Linked DNA regions of Zea mays: region 2 is linked to region 1. A link is a contact called in public Hi-C data. All regions are on one chromosome and are shown on one strand. The core of a region is the stretch at or near the end of the contact, and the rest is flanking DNA. Distances in the headings are between cores, read along the strand shown.

What was found. A called contact is a pair of places that touch in the nucleus more often than the background predicts.
Region 2: a contact with region 1 is called in a Hi-C map of leaf, with 5 times the contacts expected there. The contact joins the promoter of LOC606449 here to the promoter of LOC103650745 in region 1. A contact is called at or near these places in 2 of 25 Hi-C or Micro-C datasets (leaf and tassel).

Annotation. Positions count from the first base shown.
Region 1 is chr3:152,084,738-152,087,502 of Zm-B73-REFERENCE-NAM-5.0, reverse strand. LOC103650745 (BTB/POZ domain and ankyrin repeat-containing protein NPR5) reads right to left here and starts at 1,336. Exons shown (of 2, transcript XM_008676308.2): 1 at 56-1,336. The coding sequence starts at 586.
Region 2 is chr3:152,328,387-152,331,151 of Zm-B73-REFERENCE-NAM-5.0, reverse strand. It overlaps LOC606449 (pyrroline 5-carboxylate reductase), which reads right to left and starts at 1,393. Exons shown (of 7, transcript NM_001112317.1): 1 at 1,075-1,393; 2 at 875-923; 3 at 607-698. The coding sequence starts at 1,314.

The sequences.
Region 1 (2,765 bases), core at 87-2,586:
AGTCGTGAGGGAAGAGGGAGATGCTGGAATTGGTTGGTTAGTTTGGTATGGTTACCTGGGTGAGCAGCGCGAGCTCCTCGACCCCGAAGGAGCGTGCGGCGGCGAGCGTGTCGAGCGCGAGGTCGACGGCGGCGGCGCAGTGCGTGTGCCAGCACGCGCGCTCGCCGCAGCCCGGCCGGGGATCCCCCTTCTGCGGCACCAGGGACACCTGGCCGCTGTAGAGGAACTGCAGCAGCAGCAGGAACACCTCGTAGCTGACGGAGTTGACGGGTATGACGGCGCCCGGCGCCGCTGCCGCGGAGGCTCCCGCGCCGCCGGCGCCGCCGCGCGGGGAGGAGGAGGAGGCGCCGCCGGACGGGGAGCGCGGGCTGAGGTGGTCCAGCAGCAGCGCGCCGGGCGCGGCGGCCTGGTCGGCGGCGGCGGCGCCGCAGAAGAACTTGCGGAAGAAGAGGCTGCGCGCGGCCAGGATGCAGCGGTGCGCGTGCACCAGGCGGCCCTCCACGCTGAACGTGACGTCGCTGAAGGCCTGCCCGTTGATGAGCAGGTTGAGGTAGTCCATGGACAGCGACTTGAGGGTGTCCTCCATGGCCGCCGCCGGTCGAGAGGCAAGCTGCTGTGCCGGCCTGCTCGACTCTACTCGTGTCGGTCGACCTTCCTCCCGCCTCCGAGCGGTCTACCTTCCGCTTCTGTACTCTAGCTGCTAGCTAGCTAGGGTGGCGGCGGAGCTGGCGAATTGGGTGGATGGATCAGAGAAAGAGAGAGAGAGAGGGGGGAGTGGAGAGGCGCGCGAGGGGGACCAGCACGGACGGAGAGCAGCTCGATCGATCGCTTTGGTGCTTGCTGCTTGGGCGACTGAGCCTGCTGGCGGCTGGCTGGGAGAGTCAGGGGGGGGACTGGAAGCGGTTGCAGCTGCTGCTTGCTTTCTTGGCTCAGCTTCTGCACGCAGCTGCTCAAACTGAAGCCGCCACCGCCTGTGCTGCATCATCCCCGTCTCTTTTCACCACCACCATCATCTCTTCTTGTTCTTCTTCTTCTCTTCTGTCTGTCACCGGCCACACTTCCTCTCCTCTCCTCCTCCGATCCCTTCGCTTCTTCCACTACTGCTACTTGTTTGTGTGTGCAGCACAGCAGCGTTGTGTGCCTCTCTCCCCTCCTTTTCTCTCTCTCTCTCTCTCGTGTAGCTCTTGAGAAAAAGAGAGACGGGTAGAGGAGGGACTAGAGGTGGACTTGGGGATGGCTACTGTTACTGTATGTGGGTGGCTGGCCAGGCCGATGGAGATTTTTTTTTTTGGAAGGGAAGGCTGTCTCGCAGTGAGGGGTTTGAGGCGTGCGTATCAGCGTATGTTTATATGGGTGGGTGGCTGTCCTGCTCCTGCCCGCCTGGGGGGCATAAATAATTGGTGCTTTCTCTGCTATCCTATGCACTGTGCACTATGCTGCCTGCGTTTAAGATATGCACACAAGTTTAAAAAAAACAAAAACAAAAAAACAAAATTTAGAGCATCATTTGCTAGTTTCAAATTGCAGATCCTTTTTCGAAACATTGCAGATCATTTTCAAAGCCAGAGACGATCGACTTATTGCAGTGTGGGACGGGGAGCACGCACATGCATGCGTACAGTTCGTCAGGGCCCTTGGAAACAGTTAACTCTCAGTGGATGTAGACATAGCGTGTGACGGAAATTAAGAGAGTTCCAAGCTTTGACAGTTTGGCCTGTAAATTAAATGCCACAGATCAACTGATGTCTGGACTGATGAATTATCTGCTCCCGGCCGGCCCCCCTGCATGGTTGTATGTATGTCTATTAAATGTTCTGCTGCAGGGAGCCATGTCGTGTTGTGATACTGCTGATTTATTTATTTTCCATTTAATAAATTAATTAATTTCTATAATGTAAATGTTCTGCGTGCATTTTGTTTTTGTATAATGTAAATGCAGCTCGATATATATTTTTATACTAGAGACATACAGTCATGCACTCATGCTTAGCTTGATTAGATTAATCAACGACTAGCTATAGGCTAGTATACACATACACATACACATTAATATTATATATATATATATATATATATATATATATATATATATATATATATATATATATATATATATATGTGGTTCGAGCGACGACACACATGCACATATATATGTTGCGTGTCGCTATTAATAAATATTACAGCAGAAACTGTGGGGAAGCCGGCGTTAACACGTTATATATTGCTAATAATAACTGGTGGGTGACACATCACAATTCCTAACTATCCGTATTTTCTTTCTTCTGATCTTTATATGTACTTTCGTTTTTGAATATTTGTTGTTGTCTAATTTATTTTTAACTAAAACGTGATAAATAAAATAGAGGGAATATTTTTTATTTAATATATACACACATAGGCTTTTGTAGCAAGTCAAAATACAAGGTGGAGAAATATGGGCAAAAGGTGATAACAGTCTGAGCCCGTTTGGATCCATCTAACTAAATTTTAGTCCTACCCATTAGATGTTCTAATACTAATTAAGAAGTATTAAATATAGTTTAATTACAAAACTAATTACACAGATAATGACTAAACGATAAGATAAGTTTATTAAATCTAATTAGTCTATGATTTGGTCGTCATGCATGTGATGCTACAGTAAACATTTGTTAATCATGGATTTAGCTAGTATATTTGTCTCGTTGTTTAGTCTCTATATAATTAGTTTTTATAATTAGACTATATATATTTATAATTTTAAATTGGTATTCAAATATTTGATT
Region 2 (2,765 bases), core at 144-2,643, 240 kb before region 1:
AAAACAATAATGCAATAGCACTGAGATAGTAGAGCAGCTTAAATACTAACGGTGGTAAACTGTTGTTTTCTGCAGTTTTAGTGGCAATTGTCATAATGAGATGCTGAATGGTAAAGTAAGAACTACCAAATAACTGAGATAAAATGAGCAATTCAATTGGATCTATTAGAAAACTGTTTGAACACAACAAATATAGTCATACAAATAATTCCATGTACTGCAAATTGTAGATCTGTATGCCAATTTTTACCGAGAGAATGCAATCTTGGCCTTGTTACACCCAACAGATAAAAAATTATAACAACAAGCAGAATCCCTCAGCGAATTTAACATTGTAGGAAACAGGAACCTTGCAAATATAAATTTAGGACAAAACTGTCGTGGTGGTGTGATTCATCCAATACACAATTCTTGTATTCTGTTCAGGTCTGATCAAGAAATTGGGAATGAGCATGAGCAGATGCTTTACATACTGAACAATCATTCCCGGTAAACTGGAACAACAAATATTTGAAACAATGCATCTTCTATTGGACCCTTTTAGCTGTACCACATTCGGATACATCATATTGATAGAGATGGTAAAATTTTCAAACGTGCGCTAACCTGCAAATCTTGCATCTTGATGCCGGCAGCAATGGACACGAGAAGCTTTTTTTCTGACAGCCGTGGCCTCAGCTGAAGTAGAACTTGCTTCACTGCAATTCGATGTGTGTGTGCCATAAAAACAGTGGACGAAAGCGCAAACAAATACCACGAGAACAAATCGGGCACGGGAATGGATTGTTCATGGAGCACGAAATTGAACATGATAAGATTGCACCATTAAATCCCTTAGATCCAGAAAGCAAAATCTAAAAAAAACGACACTTACCGATCTGAGGCTTCACGGAGATGACGATCACATCGCTGTCGTCCACAACCTAGAACGCACCGGGGATTAAAATTCGCGTAAGAGCGGAGTTTTCACGGTGATGTCGCATTGTCGCAGCAAATACACGCGCGCGCAATCAAGAGGAGGCCCGGAGAGCAAAGGGGAAAGGGGGAGACGAGGAGGGCGTGGAGGGGGAATACATGGGCATTGGTTTGGAGCAAGCACGCGCCGAAGGACGCGAAGGCCTCGCCGCGCTCGGGGCGGCGGTGGGGCGCGGTGCGGATGGCGGAGGCCGGGAGGACGCCCGACGCCGCCACGCCGCGGGCGATGCTCTCGGCCAGGTTGCCCGCGCCGACGAAGCCCAGACGGAACGCGTCCCCGTTCACAGCCGCCGCCGCCGCCGCCGCGGTTGGCACAGGCTGGACAGGCGGCGCCGCCATTGACGCGATGGTGGGGTGGGGGCTGCCGGAGCGGGCTTTGGTTGGGGGGTTTTGGACGGGTGGCGAACGCAAACTGGCAGGGGCGGACGTGTGGTTTCTAGCGGTCTAGCAGGGGCTTTATAGTAAAAGCTTCACTGGACGGACGACGGCGACGGTCCGCCTGGGCCTGGCCTGGCCTGGCTGCGATGCAAAGCTGGCCCGCTGGCTGCCAGTCACCGCCCGGATTTGGCAGATTTTCGTAGGACACGTGTAGCCTGCCACGATACTCTACTTGGCTTATCCAACGTGGGGTCGCGCTCGGGCCAGTGGGACTGGGAGGAGGAGCTGGGGGTGTTCGTGGGCCACTTTGATTTATTTGGGTTTTCTTTTTTTTTAAAAACAATAAGGCTAGTTTAGAAACCAGAAAATGAATGGATTGAATGGGCTAGAATCTACTTCGTATTCAATTTTGAATAAGAAGATGATTTTTTGGTTTTGTAGCTCTCAAACTAGCACTAATATATGATAACTTTCTTATGGAAAGCCAATTTTCAATTTTGCTTGCATCGTTGCATTTGTTACGATACTAGATGCATGATGCGTATATTTTGTTCTTAAAATAAATAATTTTTGAACGTTTGAACTTTCTCAAAAGAATAACATCCTACGAAGCGATCGAGAGGTGGGGCCCAGGAGCATAGGTGCGCAGAGGCACGGGCTCTGAGCCGTTGGATGGGGAATCGAGGATCTTGGTTTTACGAACCGACATGAATTGATATCTGAGGATCTATGCCATTGGATCAGGGGTGGGCGGTTGAGATCGGGTGCCCGGGGTGGTTAATGGCTCCGGTCGGCTTTGGGCGACGCCGCTCACGCCCGCGGCGGAGGAATCACTGAAGACGAGGCAGGCCCGAGTTCTAGGGGGTCTAGGACCATCCGGGGCAGGCCAGCGCCGTTGGGGTGACCCGGCAAACCTTGTGGTGGCGCTCCAGCCATGAGAAAGAGACCGGAGGTGGGTGAACGACGGGGATGTGCTACGGGCGGGTCGGGGGCTGCTCCGGTGAGCAATCCCTCCCGCAGTGGAGGTTGATTCGGTGCTGAAAGGAAATGTGCCCTTGGGCAATTTCTAGTATGTTTTGGTGATTAAGTGCTCAACACATTCAATTAAGTTCCCTTGTGCTAAATGAAGAAAGAAGTGCAAAACAAAGAGAATGTATGTTTCTAGACTTAGTACATTGGTTTTTGTGTACTAACATATATGGTCTAAGTTCTAGAAACAGAGAAAAGAAGAAGAGAAAAGAGATGCAAAAGACTTGGCTTGGTACAGCCAAGACTCAGCTCAATCTGGCACACCGGACTGTCCGGTGGTGCACCGGACAATGTCCGGTGCGCCAGGCTGAACTCCGGTGAAAAGGCCACTCTCGGGAAAATGTGGCGGCGTACGGCTATAATTCACCGGACTGTCCGGTGGT